Linked DNA regions of Mus musculus: regions 2, 3, 4, 5, 6 and 7 are each linked to region 1. The links are chromatin contacts, called in public promoter capture Hi-C maps. All regions are on one chromosome and are shown on one strand. Each heading gives the region's core, a stretch centred on a gene start, on an enhancer-like site or on the middle of the called end of the contact. The rest is flanking DNA. Distances are from core to core; before and after follow the strand shown.

Region 1 (2,700 bases), core at 144-2,643:
ACTTTTCTTTCATTACATTATATTTACTATGGCCCATGCTTGCAGAGGTCTGAAGACAACTGTATTCTCCTTTTACCACGTGGTTCCAGAAGGTTCCAGTTAGGTTGTCAGGCCTGGTAGCAAGTGCCTTTAGCCATCTTGTTGGCTTACATCTTACATCTCTTTACTGTAGGTTCAGTGGGGGTTGAGTGGGGACAAAGTCATTCCTATGTATTTAATGTTACTTTACCTGCAACTTATGTTTTTGTTTCACGATAAACATCCCTTTTCGTTTTACTGTAATAAAATTGCCTTCAGATTGGCTACCTGCAATGGTGTGATTGCATCTAACACAGTATTTCTAGACTCTAGTCTCTAAAAAAAATTAAATATACATAAAGTCCTACCTCCATGATTTAGCCTAAGTAAGTAAATTAGCTTTATGGATACTCACTGCAGTGCTTGATGTGGTAGTAAAAAACATTCCAACAACCAAGCATAGCTTAAATAAACATACTTTTACAATTCAATATCTACTAATGAGAAAATTTACATAGAAACAAGCTTAAATAGCAGTACTCCAGAAAACACAAGGCTATTTGGTCAAGGTCACTGGACGAAGCTAACTCTTCTTTTTGAAGCACACATTTCCTGGTGACTTGAGAGCATGGCATGAAACCTTTCCTTAAGCGTCCTAATGTCCACTCTCCCCTTCTTCCTCAGTAACAGGATCGGATTTGTGATGGGAGGTGTTTCTCCTGTTTATGCTGTAACTAGGGATCACATTAGGGCTTAAGTAAAAGAAATATAAAAGTGGTTTTAGGAGAAACTTCCGGGAGGCTTCTTTGAGGCACTGATGACAAGAGTGAGGAAAGGAAGCAGACATTAAGCTACTTCCTGTACTAAGATCTCCTAATAAACAAACAAAAATTAGTTACTAAAACCTTCAAAGATCTGGCTAATTCTAATTGGAGAAGAAAAAAGAGGGCCGAGGGAGTACGTATGCCGATTTTCCTTTGAATAAACTTACTTTGCAAAGGTTGATAAGGTTACAAAAAATCGCTCGCGGTAGTGACCTCTTTTCGGGTTTTCCGCGACAATCCGCAAATCGAGACCATTCCTTTCGTAGACCATTCCGTCGCGCCGATGCCGGCCCTTGTCCCATTCCCAAATTTGTCTAGGGTTTGCAGGGTTTCCAGGATACCTCGTGTATCTGAGGATCTGCATTAACTTAAATTTTGGCCCCAGATGTCAGTTAGGAATTTGAGAACAGAGCCCGGCTGGCGGAATTCTCTCAGGCCACCAATCCTGGGCGCAGGGCAGGGCGGAGCTGGTCCCTCCCTGTTACGTAGCCAGTAGTCGGGACCAGACGAGGGAGGGGCGTGGCATACCTGCTATCAACCTTGTGATTGGCATTCCGTCTCCAGTGGCCGCGGCTGTCAGCTGCCCAGAAGCCTGGGCGAGTGAGGACCTACAAAGTTTGTCCGCTCCGGGGCGCCATACCGGCTCGGGTCCGGGCCAGCCGGGCTGGGCTGGGCTGAGCCCAGGAGACCCCGATGGCCGCAGTGTTCCTGGTAACGCTCTATGAATACTCGCCGCTCTTCTACATAGCGGTGGTCTTCACCTGCTTCATCGTCACCACCGGCCTGGTATTAGGATGGTGAGTGTCCAGGGCTGGGAGTGGAGGGCGCGGGGACCGCCGGCCCGGTGTGGGGTCCGCGCAGAGGGTTCGGGTGACTCCGGGAGAGCGGTCACCGCCACCGAACACACTCGGCCCAGGCCAGGCTGCTGCCCCCGTGGGATGGGACCGCAGGGGAGAACTTGGTCCTGGTGCGGGGGTCAGAGTGCGTGTCCCGAAGGCTTTGTCCCGGGCCCCGGCCTACTTTGTGCCTAGCGGGGACCGGTCACCGGCCCCGCAGGCGCGCAGACCTGACCCAAAGGAGCTTGGCTGTTTATGACCCGAACTGACCCTTGCTTGGTCCCAGATCTTTCAGAGGAACTTTTACCCGAATTCTGTATCTACCGATTGCTAATTGAATGGCTTCTTGATGCAGTCTATTTTTTTGGAAGTGATCTTTAGTTAATAAGACGTTTTTAGAAAGGAGCGAGATTTTAGGAATAAGTTATTCTGTGGGGTGGAGGCATTTTGCTTCTAGGAGAGTTACATAACCCAGGAACAATTCTTTCAGTGTTGAGTCTCCGGTATCCCTCTTGAGGAGATGCAGTTTTATCATGTTTAGGCTTATAAAACACAGCTGGTTGAAACCACGGGACTAGCCTACAGCGGTTGCTCTCTAGACTGCAGCTTTCATAGCCCCTTGAAAAGATGGTGAACCCAAATGTATTGAACAGTGGCTCTAAATGAGCAAGAACCATGGCTGGAAGTGGACCGTACAGAAAAGGACATGAGCTGTTACAGTTGGGGAACGAGTTCTCTGAAAACTATGTGAGAACGGGAATGCATTTGCAAGAAGAACAAAGCAAACAGGTTTGAGACTGAAGCGGGCTTTGTAAATCAAGCTCAAAAATACCACTTGATTACATATTCATCGTTACTTTAAAGACTTTAACAGGTCCCGGTCCGTTTCTGATAATAGGATCTCCTTTTGGAAAAAAAGAACATGTTAATATTTCCACTTGACCCCGAGTTACAGCGTAAAACTCCCATGTTGTGGACAAGATAAGATGAAGTCCAGTCTTAAGTTGTTTTCTCTTTAAGAC
Region 2 (2,988 bases), core at 276-2,775, 1.6 Mb after region 1:
CCAGAACTGGCTGGGAGACAGTTGGATTCTATGGGCTCCAGCTAATCAATTTATCAAAAAACAAACAAACAAACAAACAAACAAAACAAAGAACCCAAATGAAACAAAACCAAGTCAAAAACAAAAAACAAAAACACCACCACCACTAACAACAACAACAACAAAAAAACCCAAGGTGGGCAGCTATAGTTGAAGACATCCAAAATTGACCTCTGGTCTCTACATGTACAGACTTGGACAACTCCCCTCCCCACCACACACACACATTGTCACATATGAACACACATACATACAAGATAATCCTGGACAAGCTGTCTAGTTGAAAGGTGTATTTCTCATGATCTCTTGCTACCAAGAAAAGCATTTTCCTCAATGGACGTCAATGGAGAACTTGCTACCATGTCTCCCAGCCATGAAAATCTCTCCCAAATAAACTGCTTCTTCTATAAGTTTCACTGGTCATAGTGTTTTCTCATGCAATAAGGAAAGTACACTGCCCAACCCCTGTGTCCCAGGAGCTCAGATGATAAAGCATTTTATAAACACCAGGAAAAGACTAAGATAGGTGGGCACAATTACTGCCTATCAACTTCACAGCCTGGACACAGTGTTCCTGTCAGACTGCAAATAGCACATTTGTGAATGTTGCCCATTTCCCGTGTATTCTGACACAGATTCTAAGGAGGTTGCCCGCTCCCTTCCCAGACTGAATAATTGCTAAAATAATGCAAACTGCAAGCTTAAAATGTTTACTAGCCTAGCCTGCATGAGGCCCTAGATTCAATTCTCAGCAGTGTGCTGTGTATTGTCTAGTAGCTCCCATCTCTTTCTACATTCCATTTGCATTATTTATGTGGGCTCTTGATTTCATTTTCCACTTTTAGAGCAAAAAAAACAAAAAAACAAAAATCATTCTTCTTCATTTAAGTAGGAGACACTCTTATCATGAAGAGTTAATTTTGTTAACTCAAGTATTTCAACTCACCTACTGAGTTCTCATGTTAAAAAAAGGCTAATTAGCACATTTTAATATCTTAAAATTAGTGAATTAATAATTAGCATATGGATTTACATTAATTTTAATGAGGCAAGGCTCTATAAATACATAGCCGCGATCAATGAGTCCACTGAAAAATATAATAGCAATTAATGTATTTGTGGCTTACTACATGGTTGGAACCCTTCCTTGTTGGGTTTCTAGGGGGCTCTCTTATGCAGTTCCACCCCACGCCACAGGGGGCAGAGCAGCGCTTTCTGGCTCACCGTTATCCACGCCACTTCCGTCTCTTTTGGAACGGACCAAGTCAGTGCGGAAAGGGGGAGAGAGACTGCATAGTGCGAGTAGGCCTGGCCCATGATTGATGTCGTTGGGAATTATGCTCCCTTGTGATTCGTTACTTCAAAGCACACTGACGCAGACACAGTACCACGCGCAGTGACCCCCAGAAGACTCCTAAGCCGTGCCGGAGTGCGCCCGCCATCTCCTCCTCCCCGACCTGGCGGGCGAAGGTATGGTGCGCTCGGCCCTGCTAGACCGGAAGCCGGCGCGGGCTGTGCGCGCCTCTCGGCCAGGGAAGGTCCGCACCGCTGCGAGGGGTCACGGTCCGCGAGCTGCGCGCGTCCGGGCCCATGGGTCTCCATGGCGACGGCGGGAGCCCGGCAGCCGGAGCGGGGCCGTGGCGCTCCGGGGCCCTCCGCGGCAGCGTGGCCGTGTTCGCCTCCGTGGCTGCCGTGTTCACCCTCACGCTGCCCCGCTCGCTGCCTGGGGGAGACTCGGGTAAAGTACTCGCAGGCCGCCCTCCTCCCCGCCCCCCTGCCTCCGGGTGCCGCCGCCTCGGTGTCCCGGCCCCGCGTCCCCTCGCTGGAGCTCCGTGCACGGTTCTGAATTCCAGAACCAGTTCTCTTTCCGGTTCTGGATCTTGGTCTCTGTGTTCTCGAGCTGCTCAGCCGATGAAATTTAACCACTGTCCACTTTGCCCGGATCGTTGTTACCTGTATCACCTGTCGTGCCCTTACAGTGTCACAGACAAAAAAAGATTGACAGTAGTTAACAAATAGCATGGAGCGTTCTACTGTGTTTAGAGACGACACAACGGGTTATTAAATAAACTACATTTTAAGTAGTGGTGAGTTACGGAGGCACTAAGGGAGAATGTGGTTGGAGTGGTAATGAGTAGATTCCTCAGAAGGTCAGGAAAGGCTACCTTGGAGGTGTATTAGTTAGAACCTGAATATTAAGGAACCAGCCATGCAGAAAATTTAGAGGGGAACTCATAAAAGGGAATGCAACTGAAAGCACCCCTCTTCCTGTGAAAATGAAAGACAGGTTTCACACAGATTAAGCTAGGGCATACTTTTCACATATCTGAGTCTAGAAACAAGTCCCTGGTTTGGTTTGGTTTTTACAGCCAGATAAAGTGATCAATAATTTCTCATAATAATCAGCCGTGTTTTCAGAATGGTTCTGTAATGGAACAGTCAAACCGTTTCCTGAAGAGCCCATGAGCTGTTTATAATTTCACTACCTGACAAGTTCACCCGGATTTGGTGGCTGCAGGGGGGAGCATTTATCATCTGTCTGTGGATCAGTATCTCTAGGTGCAGTTTAGCCGGATTCACTAACACAAGACAAGGTGGGGGCCAGGGTTGCAACTTCTCAGGACCCTGTTTAGGGAGTATCTACTTCCAAACTTAAGTCTAGCCCTATATCCCATGTGGCTCTCTTCATAAAATAGCTGATTCCTGTCAAAAGCAAGAGAGCATTCTGTCACCTCTGTCATTTTTGAGACCTAATCCTGGAAGTGATATGCCACTGCCCTGTTTTATTGGAGAGAGTCGGTAAATCTAGACCAGTTCAAAGGGGAGAGGATTACACGGCAAGAAAGCCCTGAGATGGGGATTACCAGGACTGTCTTCAAGATTGCCTGCCACGGAGAGAAGCCTCCATCTCCATTTTCAGGTCATCTCTTCCCGGTTCCACTGAACACT
Region 3 (2,869 bases), core at 369-2,868, 1.3 Mb before region 1:
TTTACCTGCATGTATATCTGTGCACTGTGTGTGTAACTAGTGCCCATGAAAGCCAAAAGAGGGCATCGGGTACCCTAAGACTGGAGTTAAGACAGTTATGAGCCACTTTGTAGATACTAGAATTCAAACATGGGTCATCTGGAAGAGCAGCCAGTGCTTTTAATTGCTGAACCATCTCTTGACCCCTAGTGCTTGTTTGTTTGTTTGTTTGTTTGTTTGTTTAGAAAAGATCTGTCTATGTAGCTGGTCTCTAACTCAAAACCCTTCTGCCTTTGTCCCTTGGGTAACACACGCTATCCTCCTATGTCTGCAGGCTGGCATTACAAGTATATGCCACCACCCCACTCTAATTTCTTGATCTTGCTGGAAGTTGTTGTATAAGCCAGAGCTCTGAGGCTCTGCCTGGAGGTGTTTCAGGAGGCTTCTGTGTGATGCTCACTAAGTGTGGTGTTAATAATCCTGCTTTTTGCTTCTGATAGTCTTTATAGTCTTAGCTAAGAACTACAAGGGGTTACAATAGAAGGCTTTCACCTTTGACAATTGCTTTGACCATCCCACTCAAACTGTTTCTCATATCACCCGGTACCTCCACCTTGGTGTAGGCAGCAGACTAGGCTGGCCTCAAACTCAGAAAGATCCTCCTGCCTCTGCCTCTCAAGTGCTGGGATTAAAGGTGTGCTCATCACCATACCCAGCTCCAGGTTCTTTTTTTTGTGCCATCTTCTTCTTTAAAATTCTCTCTCTAGATGATTTTCTTGTTTAGAGGCTGAAGATGGCCATTCTGCTGAGCCCCAGGTTTCTTGTCTAGACCCGCTCTTGATGCTGCAGAATCTCAGACCCACGGGAAACATTTCAGAGTGCTCTGTTCAGGGTGAGACTCTGGACTTCTTCACCAATGTCTGTATCATTCGTATCATCAAATGGTACCTTCGACTCTGTTGTGTAACTTAAAAATGAGGAGGCAAGCTTGGTCTTCTGCTTTCGTTTTCTGCCCTTCTACAGTGACCCACTTAACGCTGAGTTCTGCTAGTCTGTGTCTGGAGTAGATTACAAATTGAGCCTCCATTTTCCATCCCCACCGTCCCTCTATAGTTTAAGCTATGGTCAGGTCATCTCATCGAGATCGTGCACTCAGTAGCCTCCAATGTGCTTTCTCCAATGTCCCTCCAGTTTACTTCCTACCCAGTCCCCAGAACAATCCTCCCAATCCGTAACTCTCACAGTAACCGCCTTCTGCGTGCTTCAGATGACAGCCATCATTGAAAAGCCTCACGTGATCCAGCCTGAACTGACCTCCTGATCTCTTGCTGTCTGTGTCACATCGCGCAAGCTTCCTTGCCTTTCTGTCTTACCACACACCATCCCTTTGCCTGCAGGCTTTCCTGGATCCTCTCTGGCTATGTGTGAGTCAGCTCTGGAAGGCTCTACGGCAGCACACTCAGTAGGAGCCGCAGGTCCTTCCTGTCTGTTCACCTTGTGTTTCCCCACCTGCTTCTGTTGTCCTAGACGACCATGCAGTCACCATGCCTTTGTTTGTTTGCTCACCTCTGAACCCAGAATCTGAGCTCCTAGAAGAAAGGCATCTCCCTCTATCCCACAGGCACGGCTCTTCATAGCCACACTCCAACTGAGTACAGTGCCCAGCACATGGCTAATACTCCATAAATATTTACTGCATGAATAAAAGATCGAAAGAGGGTAAGTAAAAGAACCCCCCGGCTGTGTACCTTGCCTTGGGTCTATGCTTCCAAGAAACTTAAACTCTCTTAGAGGGCCATTAGATCCAAGAACATAAACATCACAGATAAATATTGATGCATTTCTCCAGCCACATGAATATTCAATAATGTGCTGCTTCTGATGTTGTGCTGTAAACAAGCTGTGTACTGCCTTAATGTCCTCATAGGTATGGGTCTGTAACCCCTCCCCTCACTGCCCTTCAGTAGTCAACCTTGGCCCCCTGTCCACACAGCCTAAATGCTTCTCCTCGAATGACTTCTGTGCTTCACTGAAGCCGAAGCCTTCAGGAAGTAGCCCGCTTGCCTTGCTCTACCAACTCTCTTTCAAGCCCCTAAGAGGATTGCAGTGCAGAGGCACCCAGATCTCCATTAGAAGCTGGTCCACCTGGAGCTGCATCCCGTGCCCTCCTGGTCTCTATTTGTGAACTCTGGACTCTTTTTCAGGGACTCCCGAGTCTCTTCTGGACATGGTGATCCTTCCCTCACAGCATGTACTATGCTCAGCTCCTCCCTCCCTCTTGGGCCAGGTCTGGGGTAGGGGAGAGGGGGGAGGGGGAGGGGAGGGGGAAGAGGGGGAAGCGGGGGGGGGGGGGAAGAGGGGGAAGCGGGGTGGGGGGGGAAGAGGGGGAAGAGGGGAGGATGGCTCAGAATGCCCCGCCCTTTCCCATTCCTTGCAGCCATCCTCTCCTTCCCAGTCAAACTTCCCAGAGACATTTATGGCTCTGTCTATGCCCTCATATCTCTATCTCCTTACCACCATTTTGGCACTATTGAATCAACTTCTTCCCTACCCCACAGACATAGTTAATAGAGTAATCACGAATTGCCTAAAAGCCACTATAATTGGTATTTTAAAAAAAAGGAAGGGGGCTGGTGAGATGGCTCAGTGGGTAAGAGCACCCGACTGCTCTTCCGAAGGTCTGAAGTTCAAATCCCAGCAACCACATGGTGGCTCACAACCATCTGTAACAAGATCTGACTCCCTCTTCTGGAGTGTCTGAAGACAGCTACAGTGTACTTACATATAATAAATAAATAAATCTTAAAAAAAAAAAAAGGAAGGAAGGAAGACTTTTATCCCAGGCACGAGGAGGGGGGGGGGGGTCACAGAAAGTACCTTACCAGGAAAG
Region 4 (3,028 bases), core at 375-2,874, 1.4 Mb before region 1:
TAAAATCCAAAGGAAAAAAAAGCCTTTCTTCCTAGTCATAAAGACACAGTTTATGATGCTGACAGAGGTCATGCCTAATTACAATCTAATAAAAATTCAGGTGAGGTGGCAAAGACCTGGATTCAGTGCTAGGGAGGCTGAAGCATGGACTGTGTGGGACTCAAGGACAGCAGGCTACCCAGTCACACCTATCTCAAACACACACACACTTTAAAACTAATTATTGGAGTTGATTAAACATGGAGATTTTTTTAAAAAGCTGGTTCTAAGGTACCCCTCTCTACTACTCCCCCCCCCACCCAAGTTCAAGGCTAGCCCCTGCTACACAGGCTGTTTTATCAAAACAAAACTACAAGAAGCCTTCATTCTGTAGCACTTAAAGGTCACCACCTAACTTCCTCTCTAAGTTTGGTTGTAAACTCTAACTAAAAGCCCCTCCCCCTCTACCCAGTAGGGTTTAACTTCTAAATTAGCATTTGTTTACAATGCTTGAGTATTGCCTAAGCCCTAGTCCAGTGAACCTCTAGTCAATGAATAATGAATGACGTAAGGTATTATCTAGAAATCACATTTCAGAAAGTCATGTAGAAAAAAAGATTGCCACATGGCCACAAGTGAGAAGACAAAAGACATACACCCAACTTCAAGTTTGGTTTCCCAGCCTCTGAATGAGTCTGGATATAGATGGGGAGCGGCTGCTTCCTGAAAAACAGCGGAGCAACAAGTAGGAAGATTGAAGACCAGGATTCACACATTTCTAAACATGATCTGCAGCCAAATCAAACTCGCTGTGATAGGTTACAGGTAGACAGACAGATAAGTAGACAGCTCCGAGTATCTTCATGAAAGGTAGTATTTCATGAAGCAAGAAGTCTTTCCCGTTAGTGTACTTAATCTACACGATCTGATTAGCCCCAAGTCTAGTTGCACAGTTGGGAGCACCGAGTTTCCAAGACTAGCCCTAAGGTTAGTTAACACTCATCAACAAATGAGTGGCCTGGAATGAGGATCCTCTCATTTTCCCATAGAGCATTACTGCAGGAAAGTCAACAGATGACAATCTTTGCATCATGGAATCTGTTTGAATCATACAATTCCTACCTTAATGAATCCATTTCCTGAGACCTACTCTTGGATTAATTAATCCCAAACAAACCCCCATTTATTTTTTTACAGGAACAAATTTTATGCTTGCCTTACATAAACATTAGCTCTAACACATAATAGAAACCACACAGTTGGTGTTTCTAGAGGTTCAAGTTCTAGGTTCCCCCACCCCAGGTTTCATACAGTCTGCGCAGCTGGGGCTCTTCAGAGCCGGTGCTTGTCTTCAGCGGCTCTGACCGCTACACCCGTAAAAGGGAACCGAGGGTTCGCGCCCTTTCATAGGGACGGCGGCAGAAAAGGTGAGGACCGTCCCCCATTCCCACGCCACGGACACTCCTAGGCCCTCCAAGACCCTGCCCGGCCAGACTGCCGGGCATCAAGCTTTGCCGCCCGGCTCCCGGGCAGGGCGTCTCAGCCTCTGCGGTCCCAAGCCCGCCAGCCCTCGCGTCCCAGCCCCAGGCCGCCTCACCGCACTGGAGCGGACCACGCTCCAGTCCCGGCGCGTCAGTCTCCCTGCGGGTCAAAGCGCCGCCGCATCCGGATCCGGCTGCAGCTCCAGCCCCGCCCCCCGTGCGCCCCCACGCGCCGCAGCCGGAACCGCCAGGCCAAACGTGGCCGGACCAACGCCTCTGCCCTGCCCCGCCCTCACGCACCGCTGCGCACGCGGAGGCACGGCCACGCACACCACTCCTGGGCTCCGGAGGCGAGGCGGGGCGGGGCGGGGCGGGGCGTGGGGCAAAGACCAGGGGCAAAGCTTGCGTCATCAGTTTACCTTCCAGACTTGCCTTTCGCTCACTGCACGAGAGTACCACCGTCGCTCTCACACCTTATCTGAAAATAAAGCCATAGGAGTATAAGCAGCCTACCGCGATGACCGGTGTGGGTTCCTTTCATTCTCCGAGCCCTAAGGCTCCTACCCTGTCAGTCCCATCGTCCCCCTCCCTCACTTGCATGCAGTCCATTAACAGGACTGGTGATTACATCTCCTGATTGTCAAATGTCTGAGACAAGGCTGGGCTTCTGTCTTCTAGAAACTGAGCTGGAACCACTCACCCTTGAGCTCTCTTGAGCTTTCCACTGCAGCCCTTTGCTTCCTATGACACCCGGAACATTTCAGCTTACTCTGGGCAAGAAGTGGCTACGTTCTCCAGGCAGTGAAGAGTGGGGTAGAGGCCAGGGCCCTGAAAGCATCTTACAGTATACAGCAAATACTGTGCTTGTTCTGTAATCTCAGTCCTGGGAAGGTTCCTACCTCCAGTGTCTCTCTCTTAAGTGTCATTTAGTGTCATCTGACAAGTGAGGAAGCAGAGATTTGGAGATATACATACATACATACATACATTCACACACACACACACACAGCGAGTGTGTGTGTGTGTGTGTGTGTGTGTGTGTGTAGTACTTGGTGCATGCCTTTAATTCCAGCACTAGAGACCAGAGGCTTTGTGCATCTCTGTGAGTTCAAGACAGTTCTACACAATTAGATCAAATACAGCCCCGAATATGTAGAGAAATGCTGTCACTAGATAGATAGATAGATAGATAGATAGATAGATAGATAGATAGATAGGGGAGGAGGAAGAAATGTCTTGAATATACCAAGACGTATACCACTTCCATCTCTGAACTCATTAAAATATTTGTTTTTTTTAAAGATTTATTTATTATATGTAAGTACACTGTAGCTGTCCTCAGACACACCAGAAGAGGGAGTCAGTTCTTGTTACAGATGGTTGTGAGCCACCATGTGGTTGCTGGGATTTGAACTCTGGACCTTTGGAAGAGCAGTCGGGTGCTCTTACCCACTGAGCCATCCCGCCAGCCAAAATATTTGTTTTTTAATGTCTTACTACATTATTTTGCTTATTTTAAAACTTGCAGCATCAGAGAAATACAGAATAAAAAGTCATGTGTCCCCATG
Region 5 (2,960 bases), core at 461-2,960, 1.5 Mb before region 1:
AGTGGATTCTATAAATATCTTCCAGTAAATACCAGGCTGAGAGTGTCTACTCTATGGAATGTTAAATGTTCAAAACAAAAGTTCTGTTACCTGTACACAATTCTAATTTCATGTGGCAATCAAAAGTTGTATAAGGAAATTGTCAATGTCTAAAAATTGAGATTATTTATAGTTAATTCTTGTTTAAATAAAGACATCAAACTTCAGTTTCATAAATACCAAAGGACTAACCATAAATGATCCAGCTAGGTATGTAATTCTTCTTTTCTCTCTCTCTCTCTCTCTCTCTCTCTCTCTCTCTCTCTCTCTCTCCCTCCCTCCCTCCCTCCCTCCCTCCCTCCCTTTCTCTCTCTCTCTCTCTCTCTCTCTCTCTCTCTTTGGTTTTTCGAGACAGGGTTTCTCTGTGTAGCCCTGGCTGTCCTGGAACTCACTCTGTAGACCAGGCTGGCCTCGAACTCAGAAATCTGCCTGCCTCTGCCTCCCAAGTGCTGGAATTAAAAGGGTATGCCACCACTGCCCAGCTTCCCCTTTCTTTTTGAGACAAGGTCTCACTATGTACCCCTGGCTGGCCTGGGACACTTACTGTGTGGGTTAGGCCAGTCTCAACTCACAGACATTTTCTTGCCTCTCCTGAGTGGTGGAATTAAAGGCATTTACCACAATACTTGCCATTGGATTATTTTTTAATTAAAAATTACTAGCAGGGTATTCTGTGCCTTTTGTAATTCTTAAAGCTGGATAATAGTTTATGTAACACTAGAGAGCATAGACCATCTAATTAGCCACCTAATTTTTGAACAGCTATCCTGTATATTGAACATGCATTACATATATGACAACATGAAAAGAGTTAAGAGGAAATCCAAGTTAAACACGCGGTCCTTCCACTTTAAAGGATTTTTTTTTTTTTTTTTTTTGATAATGACAGTCCTGAGGTCTCTAGGAAGTAGTGTTAAAATACAGTGAAAAGTAGTGATAGTCTTAGTTACACACTTTGCAGCCTTCAGTGATTCCTTCAGTGAGACCAAAGGTGGTTCAGAAGTTCAAACCAGGCCTTTAATCATTTCATCTCAGAACTCTTGTAAATTTGAGGACCAGCCTGGTGTACATAGCGAGACCCTGAAGAAGGTATATTCTTCAAAAATTATTAACTCTAACGCCAGCTCCTCACACAATCATCTTTTATGTTGAAAAATAGGCTCGGAGAAATCTTAAAGAGTACCGAATACAATTTAGTAAGTAAACTATCATTTACATTTCTGATGACTTTTTTTAAGAATCATTTTCTTGAAATTTTCTGGATAATTTGAGTTGTTAACACTCCGGAGTATACCTAAGAGGCCACTTTCTACTTTGTTTAAAGATGATGGGTATCTCGGGGTTTTTTGTTTTTGTTTTTTTCGTAGTCTAACATGAATTTAAGCTGAACTCTTCCTGTTTGGTTATGACTTCCCCCACGGATTGGATCGAGCAGCATTCCTCTGAGTGTGGAGGACACTTTGAAGGGACGGACTCCCATCCCATTTGGGAAGGCCTTGGCCCCGACCGCTCCTCCCCTACGGCCGCAGCTCCGCCCTGCGGGAAGCTCCTCCCCCCGCGTCTGCGCGCTCGCGGACGGGCGGGGCGGAGGCGCGCTGACACCTGGCGGCGGGGGCGGGCCGTCGGCGAGCGTGGGCTGGGATTGGCTGGGCCGCGTGGGCTGGGGCGGGAGGAGACGGTTATGGGCTCGTGCCTGGGTCGGATCCCGGCTCTCTGAGGGGCGCGGAGACCTGCGGGAGGGACACGGCCGCAGCATGGCGGCCGGCAGCGCACCGCCCTGCCCTCCGCCTTCCTGTCGCAGCCGCTTGGATCCTGTGGTCCGCGAGTGCTTGCTGTGAGCCTGCCGCGCGTCAGCCCCCCCACCGCTCGCCCGCCCGCCCGCCCTCCTTCCCTTGTCGCCTCTGCCAGCCCGGAGGGCGGCCGGGCGCACCGCGCCCACCCACCGGGGCCCTGGGACCATGGAGGACGTGAAACTGGAGTTCCCCTCGCTCCCGCAGTGCAAAGACGACGCCGAGGTGAGTGCCCGGCGGCCCGCCCTGCCGCGGGCAGCCCCCGGGTCTCCGGCCAAGCAGCGCCTCTGGCCCAACTGTCCCAGACTCTTCCCTTTCCCCTTGGGCGTGAAGGGGCGTCAGTGAGGTCCTCCTCCCGCGGGACCCTATCGGAGGAGCCAACCCGGAGAGTACTCTTGACCACTCGCCTCGGCGTTGAGGCTTTTCGTGAACACAGACTCTTCCTTACCAGAGCAACACGCTGTGGAGTTGTTTTTAATCTGAGCTTGATGTTAGATTCACATGCGGGACACATAGCCAGCCCCACGTGTGGAATAGATCGGAGGCGTGAACTCTGGAATTGCACCCCTCTAATAGTACTCAAGTCAAAAACCAACCACCACCACTACCAAAAAACCCACAAAAAACGATGACTAGCGTGGGGCGGGGGGGGGGGGGGAGTAGAAAAGCTAAGCTTCTTTGAATTTGAAAATTTTTAGTAACAAATCTTGCCTGTACTATCGAGAGCAAAATTCTCCCAATTTATGATTTAAGGGTTCTTTTCACCCCACCTTGATTTTTTTCTTTACCTAACATCTGTTGCAAATATTTTATGGTACCAGAAACTGTTAAGTTAGAGTTTGCCAGAGGCTAAAATTAGTGACAAGGATTCTTACCTGTGACACTTAATAGGATCAAAAAAGGATTCTAGAGTTTTGCTTGTGTGTTTGATATAAGTCCTGGCTGTCCTGGAACTCACTAGACGAGGCTGGCCTGAAACCCAAAGAGATCCACCTGCTTCTGTACCCCAAATGCTGGGATTGAAGGTGTACACCCCTTAATCTCTCAGTGTTTTAAAGGTATTTGGGACTACTCTTGGCTGGCACACTTGTAACCCCTCTACTTGGGAGGTGGAAGGAGAAAGGAGGGGTC
Region 6 (2,700 bases), core at 142-2,641, 1.5 Mb before region 1:
AGACCCACGAGTGACCTGGCTGTCTATCCCTCCATTTTTTTATAGATGTAATTTCAGAAATCGAAGTCCACCAAAAAGGTGGCTATAAGAAGAGCCACTGCTTATAGGGCTATAAGAAAGCCAATGCTTGGTCATTTGCCTGAGGACCCGAGGTGGATCCCGGTGTCCCATGTGGTGGTTGGGGAGAGGTTCCTGCAAGCTGTGGACTAAAAGCACCCCCTACAATGCGTACATTCACAGGTACAATATACATACCCACAAAACAAACCTGTATTTTAAACATCGTAAAGAACAGTAATGAACAAGTCGAGGGGGAAAGGGTGCTGGCCAGCGCCAGGTGTGGTCGTGAACGTCTGTTTAACAATACAATTTACATATTAAGTATCTCAGTAATAAAATGATCTAATACACTTTTAAACAGAAGAAAGTCTGGGGAACCGCTAATATTCGAGAGTTCTTCCAGGCTTTACAAGAAAGCACTAAGAGACTAGCACATCGACTGAATATGATACTTCTGGGTATTTCCAAGCTGTTAGCATTTCCTTAAGACAGCAAAATGAAATTCACAGTTATTTCAATGCGCCTAGCCTAAACGGCCTCATACAAAATTTACAGGCTACACTAAGAAAATAAAATTCTTTGAATGTTTTGCTCACGGAACCCACATCTCCTACAGAAGTAAATAATCACAGCTCATAATCAAACTTGAATACAGAAGAGCTAGGGCCTACCTCGGATTCCGCAAAGGAAGTGTCAGTATACGAGAATAAGCTTCAGGGGCAAGGTGCACCATACACAGGCCGAGAAGTCACAGGACAACAACAGCCGCAAAGACACCAGGCAGTTAGATCAGGCCACCCAAAGAGCCCCTCAAGGTCATTCAACCTCTTGACAACGACAAGACCTAAAGAACAACTAGTCTCCCCAAGAGTCCATATCGGGAACAGAAAGGCTGGGGACGTCCCCGGCACCGCTCGCACGAGGTGCCCAGGTGCCGGGTCCATTCAGAACCCCCGGTCCTGTGGACACGGAGCAGCCAAGGCAGGATGCAAGGAAGCAGTGTGACAAGCTGGCCAGGCGCCCACGCCCATCGAAGGGTGCCCCGTCCCGGGGCGATCGGGAACGCGGTGCGGGCCGCGCATCAGGATCGCCGGCGCCCGGAGATGCGCAGCCCCTGGGCCGCCCGCGCGCCTCACCTGGCAGAAGCAGCGCTGTGCCGCTGTCTCCGGCCGCCGCTCCTCGCCGTGGCCCAAGCGCAGCAGCCACACGACGCCCAGGAGTCCAACGAGCAAGCCCCAGGCGCGGCCCATCGCCGCTCGCCGCCCACCGCCCTCTACCCGCGCCGCCGTGCTTGGCTCCCCGGCGCAGGCCGCGCGCCCGCTGAAGTAGCCTGCGCCGGCCCCGCCCCGCGCTCCGCCCTGCGCCCTCCGCGCTCCCGCCTCCCCTGCGGACGTGCAGCGGCGCGCGCCTCTGTCCACGCGAGCCTCGGGCGGCCGCCTTCCTGCGCGCCCCGCTCACGCACCCGCCTCCGGTACACCTGGCCTGCAGCTCGTCCGGCGCAAAGACGCGGTCCTTCCGGGGTCGGGGTATCCCCCGAGCCACACTGCCCGGGGCCTGCGCCGTCCTGCCCGCCCCGCCCCGGAGCTCACGCCAGCCAGCCCATCCTTTCTCAACACTAGGAAATCCCGAGCCTGGGTTACGTGTCCGCCGTGCTCTGGCTGCCTAAGCCTTTTAAAAGGATGTTGGAGTTCATCTCGGGGAGCACGGCCGTACACACGATTCAGTGGCTTTCTAGTTTTTCCCTTCCTACATCCTACAAAGGGAACAGGTGAAATTGGTTTCCAAAGGGCTGTGCACCGCGGCTTACACCTATAATCCAACACTCCAGAGACTGTGGCAAGAGGATTGCTCAATGTCAAAGACAGCTTGAGCTACATACTTCCTGCCCTATAGAGTTAGGCTCTATTTTATAAATAAATGTTTAAATATAATAATAAAAACATGTTTTTATTAAACTAGCATAGAGAAGATATTAGCTCAATGTGTAGTCCCGATTTGTTCATAAAAAATTGACTCCTTTTTTGCTGTATTTTATGCGAATTAGGCATATTTCACAAGCTAGAGAGCAATGTGGTAAAGACTATTCAATCTCTCGTTTCATAAGTGGAAATGGGGAAAGCTGTTGCTAAGAACTGGAGTCAGGCAGTGAGAAGCCTTGCTTAGCCTGTTATCTATAGCATGCACTGTACACAGAGTAAGATAATATGGCCTTATAAGCTAATATTGTCTTCACGATAGCTATATTCCAGCTCATACTTACCTTTTCTAGAACCAGATCATAGTGTCTCTGTTACAGGTGTTTTTGCTGGTGTTCTTTTCACACTGTTCCAGATTAAAAGCAAGTTTCCATTCAATTCACTTTGCAATGCCGAGCTTGGCCTTGGAAGTACACAGGTGCATCGGCTCCATAAAACTGACAATGTCGTCAGTTTTCTTGGCTTCGTTGTCTCGTTTAGCTTGGGGTAGTGCATTTTTATTTTGATGAAGGGTCTCACTGTGTATTCCTGACTGGTCTGGAACTTACACTGTGGACCACGCTGGCCTCGAACAGGCAGAAATCAATTCACCTCTGCCTCCCTAGACCTGAGATTAAACACCTGTTGCCACCACAACCAGTCTTCCAGTCTTATTTTTAGTTCA
Region 7 (2,700 bases), core at 33-2,532, 1.2 Mb before region 1:
GATTGTTTAGTCTGTATTTATTCTGTAGTTTTAGCACAACACAGTAAGGACCAGAAGGCACCACGATAAAAGACTAAGACTCTCTATGTGCTCTGAGCTAGTCTCCCAAATGTTTTTCTAAACTGTTGAAAGCTTTGGTCCAGCTGATGTATAAAACAGGCATCTTTCTCTCTTTTAAGCATTTGCCCCACAGGATAACCAGCTTCAGCCCTGGGCTGCAGGGCTGCTCTGCACGGCTCTGCTGTGATCAGGCTCCAGCATCAGCACAGGAATGTGTGAGGCTCGTGCTGCAGCCCTGCTTTATCTGCCTAGCTTTGTCCTGACATTAAAGTGTTTCAACTTCAAAAGTTAAATCGCTCCAGCCACCGAGGAGGACATGACTCCCTGACTCAGTTCTTGGCTATTTTGGGCCCTCTGTTCTACAGTCATTTCACAGTCAGCTTACTAAGTTCTGTGAAAAATCTACAGACCAATTTGAGAGTTAGCATCTCTAGAATATTCGACCATTTAATGAGGAAAATCAACTTTGTATTTAAATTTTCTATATTTTAATAGTACTTGTACTTTAATATTTAAATGTATAAAATTAAGCTAAAATTACGTCATTGAAAGTTATACATTTTATATAAAAGTTGGATATTTAAGTTATTCCTTGGTGTACTGCATTTTTGATGTTATTTTTATTTCTTGCTGGTCTACAGAAAAGCACTTATTTTTGCACATAAATCCTCTATGTCATGACCTTGCTAAGTTGATCGGTTCTAGTGATTTTTCTGTGATGTGTGCGTGTGTATTCTGAGCAGATAGCAGTGACCTGTGAGCCAGAACTGGTGCTTTGAATTCTTCATCCCTGTCATCCCTTCTTCATGCGTTACTATGTGCAGAGACAGTAAGCAGCATAGAAATCATTGTTTTTATCCTTTTACGACTAGTTAGTACACTGGGATTTGCCATAGCATGCTTTAATTTTGAGATTCATGCAGAGTAAAGCTGATTATGAATTTAATACTTGTACAATTTTTTGTAGCCATGCTGTGACCAGGACTTCCATGGTCTGCCTTTCCTTCCGTAAGTTCTGGCCGTCCCTGGCTTCTTCTCTGCCCCTGCAGTTCTGCCCTCCCACTGCTACAAGATTGGAAGCAGAAAGAACAGGATCTTTCTGGCTGACTTCCTCCAGTTATCTCAGTGCCTTCCAACTATCACCAGTAGGTAACACCCAGAACTCAGGGCTCAAGAGGCAAAGGCTGGAAGGCTGTGAGTTCAAGGCCATCTGGGCTACAAAGGTCAGACTGTTTAAAACAAAACCAGTGCCTGGGAAAGGAGTGGGGAGTGTGCATGTGTAGCAATGTGGGGAAAGTGTGTGCTGGTATCAGAGAGACCTACATCTCCTCCCAATCACAAAGGACACACACACACACACACACACACACACAGTGTGATCTATGAGGTCTGCATGGCAGTCCAAAGACACAAGTCAATGCTAGTAATTTTAAAAACATTTTTCCCCTCAAATATGTTCTTGAATAATCTGGAACAAAAAGTGAAATATACCCTAAGACAGAAAAGATCTGTTCATGGTGTGTACGTCCAGCTGGTCTGGAACTGGTTAGATAAACCACGCTAGCCTTGAACTCACAGAGATCCTGTATTACTGGCCAAATGTTGGGATTAAAAGCATATGCCACCACACCTGGCTAGGATTTTATTCTTAATAAAAATAATTTTTAAAATCTGTATATTTATTCCAGAAAAGTTTTGTCACTGGCTAAATTCATTCAATTTCAAACAAAATATACCTCCATCAAGAGTAAGCTTTGATCGCCATTCAACAGGCAGAAATTCAACATGTGTTGCATGGTTGGAAAAATGCTTTTCTTCCATTTTCCTTGCAGCCTCTCTCATCCTAAAAAAAAAAAATAAAGCAAACAAGTAAACATAAGACAAACTCTGGGCATAACCTCGCACACATGTTGAAATACCTCACATGGCCACCTGTCCCCATTGCCTGCCGCTGCCTGCGACTGAGCTGAGCTGCAACTCAGCACTGCTTTGCCTCAGTTACTTTCCTGTCTGTCACAGGACTTGAGCTGCTCCTGGGTACAGAACATTCTAGATGGCACGGCTCATGGGGGATGTGAGAGCACAGGGAGTGTGTCCATGCTGTGCTCACCTCCACCCACCACCCAGTCATGGACTATCTAACTGAGATATAATTAGATCAATTCTTTTCTTTCTTCCTCTCCTCCCTCCAGCATCTCATATCCCAGTACTCGCCTCTCCTGTTCCCTCTCAAATTATTGAACACACACACACTGTATAAATATAACCTGCTAGGTCTGTTTAGTGTTGCTTCTGTGTATATAGCTTCAGGTCTGCCCATGTGTTACTGGATAACAATTCGGGAGCTCGTCTGAAGATGACTAACTTTCCCTCCCTCTGAAGTAGTTACTTGCCGGTAGCTCCTCCTCTAGTGACTGACCGGCCCTCATGAGTTTTCCGCCATCCATGTTAGCATGTCTAGTGGTGGTCTTCCCTATTACATCCACAGGACGCCATCTTGCAGAATCATTCCTCTGGCTCCTGTACTTTTTCTGCTCCACAGACTCTTACCTTTTCTTTATAATGTAAATTGCGAGTTTTTTTACTTTAAAAATTAAGGTGTCATTGAACTTACTTTTTTGGTGTCAGTTATGTGAATTT

Evidence for each region. Promoter capture Hi-C pulls out the DNA fragments that hold promoters and counts their contacts.
Region 2: a contact with region 1 is called in a promoter capture Hi-C map of pre-B cells, with 4 times the contacts expected there. The contact joins the promoter of Tmem260 here to the promoter of Cgrrf1 in region 1. A contact is called at or near these places in 1 of 39 promoter capture datasets (pre-B cells), 1 of 484 Hi-C or Micro-C datasets (B cells) and 2 of 9 other capture datasets (adipose tissue and liver).
Region 3: a contact with region 1 is called in a promoter capture Hi-C map of liver, with 10 times the contacts expected there. The contact joins the promoter of 4930527F14Rik here to the promoter of Cgrrf1 in region 1. A contact is called at or near these places in 8 of 39 promoter capture datasets (the 3T3-L1 cell line, 3T3-L1-derived adipocytes, hippocampal neurons and 3 more).
Region 4: a contact with region 1 is called in a promoter capture Hi-C map of pre-B cells, with 8 times the contacts expected there. The contact joins the promoter of Gnpnat1 here to the promoter of Cgrrf1 in region 1. A contact is called at or near these places in 5 of 39 promoter capture datasets (cranial neural crest, hippocampal neurons, liver and 1 more), 2 of 484 Hi-C or Micro-C datasets (B cells and CD4 T cells), 2 of 115 datasets of contacts at active chromatin or transcription factors (the 230-238 cell line and cardiomyocytes) and 2 of 9 other capture datasets (adipose tissue and liver).
Region 5: a contact with region 1 is called in a promoter capture Hi-C map of liver, with 7 times the contacts expected there. The contact joins the promoter of Styx here to the promoter of Cgrrf1 in region 1. A contact is called at or near these places in 11 of 39 promoter capture datasets (the 3T3-L1 cell line, 3T3-L1-derived adipocytes, cranial neural crest and 6 more), 3 of 115 datasets of contacts at active chromatin or transcription factors (embryonic forebrain, embryonic limb bud and large pre-B cells) and 1 of 9 other capture datasets (liver).
Region 6: a contact with region 1 is called in a promoter capture Hi-C map of pre-B cells. The contact joins the promoter of Ero1a here to the promoter of Cgrrf1 in region 1. A contact is called at or near these places in 7 of 39 promoter capture datasets (3T3-L1-derived adipocytes, cranial neural crest, frontonasal cranial neural crest and 4 more), 2 of 484 Hi-C or Micro-C datasets (B cells and CD4 T cells), 6 of 115 datasets of contacts at active chromatin or transcription factors (astrocytes, embryonic stem cells, extraembryonic endoderm stem cells and 3 more) and 1 of 9 other capture datasets (adipose tissue).
Region 7: a promoter capture Hi-C map of liver shows a contact between it and region 1, with 2.9 times the contacts expected there. The contact joins the enhancer-like site here to the promoter of Cgrrf1 in region 1. A contact is called at or near these places in 4 of 39 promoter capture datasets (the 3T3-L1 cell line, hippocampal neurons and liver), 1 of 115 datasets of contacts at active chromatin or transcription factors (forebrain) and 1 of 9 other capture datasets (pancreatic islet).

Annotation. Positions count from the first base shown.
Region 1 is chr14:46,830,741-46,833,440 of GRCm38.p6, forward strand. Cgrrf1 (cell growth regulator with ring finger domain 1) reads left to right here and starts at 1,394. Exons shown (of 6, transcript NM_026832.4): 1 at 1,394-1,639. The coding sequence starts at 1,536.
Region 2 is chr14:48,444,827-48,447,814 of GRCm38.p6, forward strand. Tmem260 (transmembrane protein 260) reads left to right here and starts at 1,526. Exons shown (of 16, transcript NM_172600.4): 1 at 1,526-1,777. The coding sequence starts at 1,630.
Region 3 is chr14:45,542,092-45,544,960 of GRCm38.p6, forward strand. It overlaps 4930527F14Rik (RIKEN cDNA 4930527F14 gene), which reads left to right and starts at 1,619. Exons shown (of 7, transcript NR_045809.1): 1 at 1,619-1,698; 2 at 2,184-2,266. It overlaps Gm41144 (a long non-coding RNA gene), which reads right to left and starts at 1,308. Exons shown (of 4, transcript XR_003951187.1): 1 at 1,294-1,308.
Region 4 is chr14:45,387,172-45,390,199 of GRCm38.p6, forward strand. It overlaps Gnpnat1 (glucosamine-phosphate N-acetyltransferase 1), which reads right to left and starts at 1,625. Exons shown (of 6, transcript NM_019425.2): 1 at 1,577-1,625.
Region 5 is chr14:45,349,476-45,352,435 of GRCm38.p6, forward strand. It overlaps Styx (serine/threonine/tyrosine interaction protein), which reads left to right and starts at 1,711. Exons shown (of 11, transcript NM_019637.3): 1 at 1,711-2,054. The coding sequence starts at 1,998.
Region 6 is chr14:45,317,181-45,319,880 of GRCm38.p6, forward strand. Ero1a (endoplasmic reticulum oxidoreductase 1 alpha) reads right to left here and starts at 1,392. Exons shown (of 16, transcript NM_015774.3): 1 at 1,197-1,392. The coding sequence starts at 1,310.
Region 7 is chr14:45,614,734-45,617,433 of GRCm38.p6, forward strand. It overlaps Ddhd1 (DDHD domain containing 1), which reads right to left. Exons shown (of 14, transcript NM_001042719.2): 6 at 1,797-1,903. Among named protein-coding and RNA genes, the nearest start is that of Gm41145, 34 kb to the left of the region's middle. Within about 2 kb of position 1,283, at least 6 of the 459 cell types and tissues checked have an H3K27ac peak or open chromatin away from gene starts, as enhancers often do. A contact at or near this core is called in liver, where this site is marked.